Regions from separate parts of the Mus musculus genome. Here region 1 is linked to region 2. Evidence: chromatin contacts called from public Micro-C data. All regions are on one chromosome and are shown on one strand. Each heading gives the region's core, a stretch centred on a gene start, on an enhancer-like site or on the middle of the called end of the contact. The rest is flanking DNA. Distances are from core to core; before and after follow the strand shown.

The links. Hi-C and Micro-C count contacts between places; a contact is called where the count stands out from the background.
Region 1: a Micro-C map of embryonic stem cells shows a contact between it and region 2, with 1.8 times the contacts expected there. The contact joins the enhancer-like site here to the promoter of Zdhhc12 in region 2. A contact is called at or near these places in 7 of 39 promoter capture datasets (the 3T3-L1 cell line, the HPC-7 cell line, cranial neural crest and 2 more), 4 of 484 Hi-C or Micro-C datasets (brown adipocytes, embryonic stem cells and pro-B cells), 3 of 115 datasets of contacts at active chromatin or transcription factors (embryonic stem cells and pro-B cells) and 4 of 9 other capture datasets (adipose tissue, embryonic stem cells, liver and 1 more).

Annotation. Positions count from the first base shown.
Region 1 is chr2:30,334,772-30,340,338 of GRCm38.p6, forward strand. It overlaps Nup188 (nucleoporin 188), which reads left to right. Exons shown (of 44, transcript NM_198304.3): 31 at 1,553-1,630; 32 at 1,871-1,956; 33 at 2,161-2,306; 34 at 2,453-2,634; 35 at 4,728-4,928; 36 at 5,045-5,137. Among named protein-coding and RNA genes, the nearest start is that of Sh3glb2, 22 kb to the right of the region's middle. Within about 2 kb of position 1,935, at least 21 of the 459 cell types and tissues checked have an H3K27ac peak or open chromatin away from gene starts, as enhancers often do. A contact at or near this core is called in embryonic stem cells and hippocampal neurons, where this site is marked.
Region 2 is chr2:30,091,922-30,097,728 of GRCm38.p6, forward strand. Zdhhc12 (zinc finger, DHHC domain containing 12) reads right to left here and starts at 1,714. Exons shown (of 5, transcript NM_001037762.1): 1 at 1,568-1,714; 2 at 484-620; 3 at 67-144. The coding sequence starts at 1,667. Zer1 (zyg-11 related, cell cycle regulator) reads right to left here. Exons shown (of 16, transcript NM_001290503.1): 16 at 5,362-5,807.

The DNA of each region.
Region 1 (5,567 bases), core at 685-3,184, 240 kb after region 2:
GCATAGAGATCCTAGGGGCAAGTTTGATCTTCGCCATCAGAATATCTGATTTCTTTTTGTTGTTGTTTCTTCTTTGCTCACAACTACCTAACAAACCAACCACCAACCCACCTGTGGGCGCTAGCATTTATACAACCTCACCCTCTGGCCATTGCCCAGGATTCCATATGTCACACAACTGCAGAAATTCTCTGCAGCTGGCAGTCACACCCTGCCAGACCACAAGGCAAATCAAAGTCAGCTGCTGTGGACGGTCTGAAGCAGCCCTGTGTCCCACACCTGGGATTAAACTGAAAGCACATTATTAAATATTTCTGTGATTTGTGTTTTTTTGTTTTGTTTTTTTCGAGACAGGGTTTCTCTGTGTAGCCCTGGCTGCCCTGGAACTCACTCTGTAGACCAGGCTGGCCTAGAACTCAGAAATCCACCTGCCTCTGCCTCCCAAGTGCTGGGATTAAAGACGTGCACCACCACTGCCCAGCAATTTCTGTGTTTTTTTAAAGAAATCAAAACTCTAGAATTATCACTACAGGATATAGCAATGAATAAGCAGGGAAGGCCTGGTCACAAAGTGAGGACAGCGCAAGAAAGATGACCCATAGAACCCGCTAACTGTGCTCCTAGAGCCTCACAGAGACTCTCTGACTTGCTTGGCTTGTACAGCCTAATTTTGAGGGTTTGTTCTTAGTCTTACAGTAACTCATTCTGATGGGTTAACTTGATATCCCTGGGAGGTCCATTCTTTTCTTTTTTAATGGAAATGTAGGAAGGGGACTGGGAGGAGTGAAGGGAGGGGAAACTGCTGTTTGACTCAAAGTGTCAGAGAAGGGGTGGGGAGGCTGGGAGGGGTGTTAACTGTGGTGGCAGAGGCAGCTGGATCTTTGAGTTTGAGGCCTAGCCTGGTCTACAAAGTCAGTTACTAGACAGCCAGGCTACACAGAGACACTGTGTATTGAGAGAGGGGTGGGGGCAGATAAGGGCTTGAGGTCAGTTGTAAACTCGCAGATGAAACTGTAAGGGGGTTGTACTTGATGATAATGGCAAGGACGATGATGTGATAGCTAACACATGACATAAGAGTAGCCATGGTGGCCTCTGAGAAGTAATGCCAGACACCTGAGTATGTAAGATGCCTTGGGCAGAGAGCATGTCGGCATGAAGTCTAGGCAGATGAGACTGCAGGCGTTGAGTGCAGGAGAAAGCACTTGGTATGTTCAGAGCCATCGATGAGTGGGTGTGGTTATTAGCACATGCTAACAGGGAAGCTGGAGCACAGAGGACCATGGGTTAGCCACAGCCTGCATAACAACATGGTGAGACCACTTTCAAAGAAACGAAAAGGAGGAGGTTGTAGGGAGGGCTGGGCTAGAGGGAGCCCAGGTGGGGCTGAAGGTCCTACAGCAGGTGACCTTCTTGTCCCTGGGAAGCCTGAGCAGAATGCGGAGCACAGGAAGGATGGATGGAGTTCCGATTGGGAATGGCCTCATGAAGCCCTTCACTTCTTGGTTCTTAAAGTCTGTCTTGAGCATAATCCTTCTCCCGCCCATTGCAGGCAGACGTCATGCACTTGACTGACATGGCAGTGCGGCGCCAGCTGTTTCTTGATGTGCTTGATGGGACCAAAGCATTAGTAAGTATGCCCGGGAGTTCCCCTTTCCTGAAGGTCACACAGGGAGCTCTCAGTGCTCAAAGGGCGGTCAGTCAGTGCTCAGGTGGCCTGGAGGTGAGGCTCAGTGATAAAGAGGTGCCCCAGCTCCTTGCTCCTGGGAGAAGTCAGGGTTAGGTGAGGAGGGCCTGTGTGTCTATCTGTGCAGTGGAGGCTGCTTCTAAGCAGCCAGACTCCTGACTGCTCTGCCGCTCCTCCCCTCAGCTCCTTGTGGCAGCATCTGTGAACTGCCTCCGGCTGGGCTCCATGATGTGCACCCTGCTGCTTATCCTCCTACGCCAGTGGAAGAGGTGAGTGCTGGGACGAGAGCTGGCCGCCCGAGGCTCCATCTGCCTCAGCACTGCCTGCCCACCCTTCCTCACCCAGACCGTCTAGTATACTTCACAGAAAATGGAGCAACTCGGCAGACAAGCCTGCAGTGAGGGAGACTGCCTGTGGCTTCTGAGGGGCACTGGGGACACTGAGTGAGGCATGCTGCTGCCTTGGTCTTTCAGAGAGCTGGGTGCTGTGGAGAAAATCCTTGGGCCCTTGACAGAGATCCTGGAAGGGGTGCTTCAGGCAGACCAGCAGCTCATGGAAAAGACCAAGGCCAAGGTGTTCTCTGCATTCATCACAGTGTTACAGATGAAGGAGCTGCGAGGTGAGCCCCAGCTCCAACTGGGCCGTGGGATTTTTACACCGGGAGTGCTTTATTTCCCACTACCCCTTCCCCTTCCTCTTGGTACTCTACTGCCTTTCGTCAGAATGGCCCACCTGTGTGACAGCACCCTCTCATCTGTTCTGCAGTCGGTGATATCCCCCAGTACTCCCAGCTGGTGCTGAACGTCTGTGAGACTCTCCAAGAAGAGGTGATTGCACTCTTTGATCAGACCCGCCACAGCCTGGCATCCGACAGCGCTGCCGAGGACAAGGACAGCATGGAGACAGATGACTGCCCTCGGCCCCGGCACAAGGACCAGCGTGATGGGGTGAGGGGACATCAGCAGGCTGTCTGACAGCACACAGGCTGTACTCAAGGCTGCCACCACCCTGGGGGAGGACGGGAAGGTGGGAGCCTGTGGGCGCAGGCTTTGAGGGAAGCCCTGGGAGAGGCATGGCTCTCAGCCATTTCAGCAGAGCTAGTCAGGCAGGCATCGTGTGCCGGGAAGATCGGGTGGACCGTGGAAGGTGTGAGCAGCTTCAGGTCAGCATCTGCTGTGTTCTGATCCCTGGTTGGTGTGAGCAGAGTGAGGGCAGGGGTGGGCTAGAGAGGGTTGCTTTATAGGGCAGGCATGGGCTCTTTAACCTAAGGGCTCACTCTAGAAGAGATAATGGATACACTATAGAACAGTCTTTTCTCTGGTGAGGGCAGGACTTAAGACAGGGTTTCTCTGTGTAACAGCCCTGGCTGTCCTTTGTAGACCAGGCTGACTTAAAACCTATAGAGATCTGCTGCCCTCTTGCCTCTGCCTCTGTTTCCTCCACCCAAAAGCTGGGATTAAAGGCATGCTCTACTATGCCTGACTAGAGCAATGTTTTCTACTACCAGCCTTTTCCTTTTTATTTATTTTTTATTTATTTATTTTTTTTTAGAGGTAGTCCTACTTTGTAGCCCAGGCTAGCCTCTAACTTCCTGCCTATTCTAAAAAGAATTTCGGGTATGTTTTGTATGATGTGAAAGCAAGTACTATTAGTGGGAAACAATAAGTACGTTTATGCTGGGGCATAGTCTTATTAAGTGTCTTGGTATGAATTGTAGTCACATAGAAGTGCATATTGTCTTCCTCTGTCGGTCTCTACTAACTCCTCTGAAGTAGAGTCTCTTCCTGAACCTGGGGCTCATGGCTTCTCAGGCACACTAGGACCTAGTAAGTCTACTGATTCTCAGCATGCCTCAGACCTGGGAATACAGGCATACGTAGATCTGCCTTGTTATGTGGGTACTAGCACCAAAGTCCAGTCCTCGGGCTTAATGTTTATGTATCTAAGTGTTTTGTGTGTGTGTGTGTGTGTGTGTGTGTGTGTGTGTGTGTGTGTGTGTGTGCATGCCTGGTGCCTCCAGAGGCCAAAAGAGGGCAATTAGATGCCCTGGAACTAGAGTTAGAGATAAGTTTTGAACCCTTTTTAAAGTAAGGAAAGGAATTTTTAGTTGATATGGGTCAAAATGTATCCTATAAAAAGACATTCCTGTGTTTTATCGGTAATTTAGTGTTTTGATATGTGTCATGGGACGGTTTTTTCTGGTCCTGTCTATTTGCTGTTCAAAATTCCACCTATAGCTGTGTTACTGTTGGTAATTGTGGCTGCTGAGAAAGGGGGTGGCTTCTTTTAGGGTGTGACCCCTGCCCAGTTGACTGAGCTCCAGAGGAGCAGCACAATTGGACTCAAGGTGGTCCTTGCTGATAGCTTTTGTTTTGTTTTAGACAGGGTCTCACTGTGTAACCCTGGCTGGTCTGGGATGCACTTTTGTTGACCAGGTTGGCCTCAAACAGAAATCTGACTTGCCTCTGCCTCTCGAGTGCTGGGTAAGGTGTGTATTACCATGCCTGGTGATTAAGAAAGAAAGTTGGCTGGGTAGAGAGATGGAAGGTGGGTTTGAGAGAAGTTGATGGGATAAATATAATCAAAATACATTATATGAAAATCTCAAATAATAAAATTATTTTTTAAATGTAAGTGTATAATAGGCCGTGATGTCGCATACCTTTAATCCCAGCATTCAGGAGGCACAGGCAGATGGATCTTTGAGTTTGAGGCCAGCCTGGCCTACACAGTGAGTTCTGGACAGTGAGGGATACACTGTCTCTCGAAAAACAAACAAAAGGGTATAAAACACTGGTGTTTGAATAGAGCCTGAGGTTGCAGATGGAGGAAGATGCTGTGGTTAGCAAAAGGTCAGGCCACTCAGAATGCCAGTGGTAGTAGAGTGGTGTGGAGAGAAGGGCACAGATGTACAGGGCAAGAAGCAGGAATGGCCCCAGACACACTTGTGAGAGGATCCCTGGGCAGCGAGGCCAGCACCAGCCCTCTGCCTCTTCCTTCCCGCAACTGCCTTTTCCACCTTTCCCCTGACTGCCAGCAGGTGTGTGTCCTGGGACTGCATCTGGCTAAGGAGCTCTGTGAGGTGGATGAGGATGGGGACTCATGGTTGCAGGTGACCCGAAGGCTCCCCATTCTGCCCACGCTGCTCACCACGCTGGAGGTGAGCCTCCGCATGAAGCAGAACCTGCATTTTACTGAGGCTGCGCTGCACCTGCTCCTCACCCTGGCTCGAACCCAGCAAGTAAGACGCCCTGCTTGTGCCGAATGGTTCCCTTGTAAACCAGAGTTTGACTCGGATCTCTTCCTGCCCTGGGCAAATCTTTGTGGGCTCCATCTAATTATGGGTTTTTCCTCTAGGGAGCCACAGCAGTGGCTGGAGCTGGCATCACCCAGAGCATCTGTTTGCCCCTCTTGAGTGTATACCAGCTTAGCAGCAATGGCACAGGACAGGTGAGTGCCCACGACCCTGCGTCTTGTCCTTCTCAGGTGCCCACCTTGCTGCTCTTCTCTCATGTTATATATCTATCAGAGTTCCCTGGGGGTGTTCCCTCATGTTATATATCTGAGTTCCCTGGGAGCGTTTAGCTTCCTGCCCTTGACACAGGGCTAATGAGAGGGATGCAGCTGCCAGAAAGCACTTAGTGTGTGCTTAGCATGGACCTGGCTGTAGTCTGATCCAAACAACATAAATGCCACCAGGGCCAGGTTATTAGCCTAGACAGTATCAACCCCTCAGCATCGTGTCTCTCTCTTCCCCCCAAGTCCTGAGGGCCAGCAGGTATGTCTTAGTCTGGCGTCACCGTCAGAACCCCTCTCATTGGAATCTTTATGCCTGTTTAGTCTTCTTCATCTAGCCAGGCCTCCCTTGATTTACAGGGAC
Region 2 (5,807 bases), core at 464-2,963:
TAAATTTGGGAGGCAGGGTTAAGGATGGCCTGACTGCCCCCACAAGAGTATGTGTGTATCACCTACCAGCACCAGACAGTGTCTGCAGCGCCGGAGTGGGACGGCCTGAGGAACCATGGCTGCCTGTTCCTCCTTGGGCTCGCCCTGAAAACGAAACAAAGATTATGAGATTGGGGGTTCTCCTACCTTGGGAGGCAGACGATGCTGGGGCCATCTCTCTAGGTGCCACCGGTCCCCATTGTGCAGGACTTGGGGCCCATCTCATGTAGAGGGGACGCATGCACATGGCAGCATACTAGACGTCTGGTGACCTTTGTAAGACAGTTGTCCCCACATGGGTCTTGGGTGATGTCATCATTGTAGGAGCAAAAACACAGGGGTAGGCAAGAGGCTTCATCAAGATGCCCCCACACTGAGTGCAGCTCAGGGCTCAGCATTGAGGTCTCACTCCCCTGTTGGCCTTCGAGGTCCCTGCTTGCTTACCTGAGGCTGGGGCTGAGTAGTCACATAGCCGGGGTCCATGAGTGACACAGCCAGATAAAGCAGCAGGGAGCTTAGCACCAGGAGCAGGAATGTGAGGGGCAGGAGCAGCTCCCCTTGCTCTTCCCATTGGCGTAGCTCTGGGGAGGCCAGAGGACAGTGAGAACCATAGCAAAAGGGAAGGGCAGGAGGCGGTGGGGGTAGAAAGAAAGTAGCTGGAGGTGATATGGAGGCTAGACCTGAGGGAGGCAGGAGGAAGGGGGCTCCCCAGGGGAAGAGTCAGCCCTGGAAGAGGGTGGAGCCAGCCAGGAGCTCCAGCTAGGAAGGTGCCAGCCAGCCTGTTTAAGCCCATGGCAGTGAAGGAGGATTATGGAGAGGAGGGAGGGCTAAGAAGTGATGGACGTGGTGACACCAGACAGCTGAGCGTAGGCAACTCTGGTACCCTTGGGTGAAAGAGAGCCAAGGAGGTTTTGAAGGTGGCTGACTCCTGGTGTGGAAGCCTGAGGACAAAGGGCAAAAGCGATGGAGGAGGGCTACAGAGGAAGCCTCTGGTGGGCTCTGTTCCTTCTGGAAGGGAAACCTAGGAGGGGGCAGGAAGGGGGTGAAGGGAATGATGGGGAAAGGAGATGCTACCAGGCGAAGGTGGGAAACCTGCTCCTCGCTATAGTGGCGTCCCTTGGGGTAGTTAGTCGGCTCATAGGATTTGGGGAGTGGACCGGAAAGCCAAGTCCTTAAGTCTAGCGGATTTCTTAATCTTATTTAGGGAGGGGTTGGGAGGCAATTTCTGGGAAGGACAGGTAGAGCCCAGGGATGGGAGAGATGGGGCCTCTAGTTGGTCCTCTGATGGGCTCTGGTGGTCTTTGGATGGATGGACATCTATCGATGACAGAAAATTACTGGGATTAATTAGGGTCCAACTTGGGAATCAGGCGGAGAGAGGATGATCCCCGGACCGACATAGGAGAAAGACGCTTGAGGAACTGGTGGGAGATAGAAATGGAGATTTCAATGTGTCTGAGGATTAGGGGGACCCCGGTATACCCACGCGTGATCGGGTGGGCTCGGGGTGGCGCGGTGTCCGGCTCACCGGTGTCGTGCAGGAAGAGCACCAGAGTGATTCCCCAGGTCAGCACGGTGTGCCCAGTCCGCACCAGCATCCCAGAGTTAAGCGGCGGCCAAAGAGCCATGGCCTTGGCCCCCGCCCGAGCCCACCCGGAAGAAGCGCGCAGAAGGTGGGGCCGCGGGGCAGCGGGGCTGCAGCAACGCGGGGATTGGTGGCTCTGCATTAGAGGCGGGGCACGGGCGGCTCAGGGAGGCTGTCTATTGGGTGCCACCGGCGGCCCCTCAGGCCAACAGGTGCCCGAGGAGGCTGAAGGCGGGGCCCGCGCGCGCACAGCCTACAACTCCCTAACTCCGCCTCCTGTGGGCCAGGTAACTTTGCAAAACCCGGGAGGCGGAAGCCTCCGAAGACAACCCCACCCCCGCATGCGCATGCGTGCCCATCTTTGATCCCCGGAGGCCACGCGGAGCTTGCTCCCAAGGGGCGATGGGCCGGGCTTGCAGGAGGGCACGCCTTGATGACACACTTTCCTCTTATTCGTTTTCTGATTTTGCAAACGGATGATGGGAAAAAGGAGGGTTCTGGTGCGGAGTCTGGACACGCATGGCCCAGCTTGGAGTCAGAGAAATAATTGTCCGGCCTATGACTCTCGAGGCAAGTTACTGAGCTTCTTTAGGCTACTTTCTGCCTCTTCAATGGGGTTGGTAATAGTACCCGCGTCTTAGACAGGTATTTGTCTCCCCTGCTACCACCACGGCCCAACCAGACTGACTTTCTCTCCTTGTGTTCCTTGAACCTCCCCCATTCAGCTGACTTCCACCTGATGACCCTCTTCTAGCCCAAAGCCCAGTGTGCATGCTCTTGGGATTTGTTTTGGTCAAATAGACATCCCTTTTTCTGAAGAACTGACTTCCTATGGCCAGGGTGGTTATGGAAGGATTGGTTGTCCATCGTGTGTGCGCGCGCACGCACCCGCGCGAGTGTGTATTGGGGGACGGGGGGACGGGGGGCGGTTAGGGCCAATCATACTATTCCATATGAGATTAAACAGAGGCTGGGGATTAACACAATTGGTAGACTGTCTAGCAAGCACTAAAGGCTGGGTTATCGCCCCAGCATGGTATATATGATATGGTGGTACATGCCTGAAATCTCAACAAACTGGTGATAGAGGCAAGAAAATTCAAGGCCATCCTCTATACATGTGGAGGGAGGGGACTAAAGCCAACTAATTGTGTGACATAAAAGCTAGTTCCCAAAGAAGGGGTTGGGCTGTCCACACCTTTTTGTTGTTGTTAAAGATTTATTTATTTGTTTTATGTAAGTACACTGTCACTTAAGATACACTTAAGGGCATCAGATTGCATTACAAATGGTTGTGAGCCACCATGTGGTTGCTGGGAATTGAACTCAGGACCTCTGGAAAAGCAGCCAGTGCTCTTAACCACTGAGCCATCTCTCCAGCCCCTGCCCACACCTTTAATCCAATTCTTTGGGATGTAGAGACAGGCAAAGGGCAGCCTGGTCCACATAATGAGTTCTAGGCCAGCTGTCCATAGAAAAATAAAACAAAAAGATCAAAACAAAGTACACAACCATTTGTGAGTCAGGGAGTGTGTGTGTGTGCAAGCTGATGTGATAGCTGGCTCACAGAAATGAAAGGACAACCCTAGCTGTTGGCTCTCTCCTGCCATGTGGGTTCCAGGGACAGAAATCAGGTCAGCAGGCTTACAGGCTGACTGTGTGTGGATATTTTTCCTGAATGTATATCTGTGCACCATGTTCATGCCTAGTGTTTGCAGAGGTTCTAAGAGTAACCAGGTCCTCTGGAGTTACAGATGGTTATGAGCACCATGTGAGTGCTAGAAACTGAACTGAGGTCCCTTGCAAGAGCCACAAGTACAGTGGGGCATGGTGGTGCACGCCTTAATCTCTGTACTCAAAGGCAGAGGTAGCCTAGTTTTCATAGTTTCAGGGCAGCCAGAGCTACATAGAGAGAAAGGTCTTATTTTGGGGTGGGGCAGCTGGCTGGTGAGGCAGAGGCAGGTAAGTGGATCTTTGGAGTTTGAGACCAGCCAGTGTAGTCTACAGAACTACTTGTGTAGTTCCAAGACAGCAGGAATACACAGAGAAACCCTCATTGGGAGTGTGTGTGTGGGTGTGTGTGTATGTGGGTGGGATATACAAGTGCTCCTAACCACCAGGGCATCTCCCTAGCCAGTGGGGTGTTTTTGTTTTGGTTTTCCCATGGTGGTGCTTTTAATCCCAGCACTCTGAGGCCGAGAGGCAGGTGGAGTTTGAAGCCAGCCTGGTCTACAAAGCAAGTTCCAGGATGGCTAAGGCTACATACACCAAGAAACCCTGTCTCAATAAAAACAAAAAACAAAAAAATCAGTGTATTTATTTGTACTTTTTTGGGTGGGTGGTCTCTTCTCTCTCAATATATGGGTCCTGGGAGTGGAACTCAGTCTTAGTGGTAGGGCTCCTTGTGGCACAGCCAGTAAGAAAGATCCCTGGATGGGCAGCCAGGAGAGGTTCATGCTTGCCACTCTTCCAGAGAAGTTTGGGTCTCAGCACTCAGACCATATAGTTGTGACCTGCTGCCCTCTTCTGGCCACCATGGGCACTGTACACAAGTAGTGTACACACACAAAACAACTAAAATGAATTTATAAAGAGCCCTGGAAACCCAGGGTTCTGTGCTGTGTGCTGACCCTTAGCAAAGCCCTGATGGGCTGTTCACAGCCATGGAGTGGCAGGTGCCATAGCCTCAGCATCAACAAGTGGCCAGGTAGTGGGATGGAGTGAGCAGGAAGCAGTGTTCTAGACACTGGCAAGAGCAGGCACCTGGGCTAGGAGCACACTGTGCATCCGGGGGGACCCTGTGCCCCCTCCTTTGCTATGGCAACCTGAGGTGAGAAGGCACATCACCTCTTGAGTGCATGTACCCATCTGTGGGCTGAGAATGTGTCGTGGACAAGGGGAAGCCCCATACATGTGTACACATTAGGCATGCACATCCAGCTCCCTCCCAGACTCACATGGCCCTCAAGTTCAAGGCAAACACCCACATGTGACAGACAGCTTTTCTGCCTCAGCCCTGTGGGCTGCCAATGGTAGAAGGCACTGTTGTGGGCTCTGCTGGGGCGAAGAGGGGACCCCTGTTCTACCAGGAAGGATGCAGACAGCATGCCAGCTCCCAGAACTGTTTAATCTGATCCTGGCACTCCTGCTCACCCTCTGTGTGGTCTGAGAACACATGGCAGGTGTGTGAGCAGCTGTGAGCTCTGCCCTCCCACCTGAACCTGCATGTTCCCTGCATCTCAGTGGGACTGTCTCTGTGCTCGCCATGGCAATGCCCTGTCTGAGATGCCATCCCTCAGAGGCTCCCCCTTTCTGCTGGGTTCAGCTCAGCCTTTCGTAGAGGACTCCCACCCCCCTACTTGTTCCCCTCTATGATACTATCTGGCACCCGTCAGACCAGAGCCACTTCACCATGCCAGCAGGAGCCCTTCTCCTCTTTGCTGCAGAATGGCGAGTTTATATTTATTTTGTGTCTCTCCCAGCAGACTATGTTGTCTCCCAGGGGCTCTGCCAGTCTGGTGGACAGCTATGACCCCAGTGTCTGGGCACAGAGATGTGGAGAGAATGTCATAGACACATAACCTCAGTCTGCCACCTGTCTCCTGATTGTAGGCACATAAACCCACAGTAAAATTACCCACACTCCAGGAGACCCCTAGCTCCTTCCCTGACCTCTGACCGTGTACCTCAGCCCAGTATCCCCCAGTCTCCTCCGGAAAGAAAAGACACCACTCTCCTGCACTTTGCACAAAATGTATTTCTGTGACATCCTGAAGTACAGACATTTCCCCAGACCCAGGTAGGAAAGCAATGGGATGCGAGTTCTGCTCAGGGCCTGCAGGGCCAGAGGACGTGGGATGGAAAGGATGGGCTGAGGCTGCCCAAGTGCTGCATGGGCGAAGCAACCTGGCAGGGAGAGTTTCCTCTGGGAAGATCAGTCGCCTCTCCCTGAGTTCTGGGAGCAGCCAGGCCCCTTCTGACTGTAGGCAGGCAAGCCCGGAAAAACGGGCACAGAGAAGAAAGAGGGCAGAAAAAGCCACACCAGAGGCTGCTTCCAGGGCCAGCTTTGCTCCCTAAAGCCTGCTTATGTGCATGGGTCTCCTCAGTAGCTACAACAATGAAAAGCAATGCTGAGATACAAGGACAGGGTGCAGGAGATATCCAGAGAGCTTGCTGTTACTGC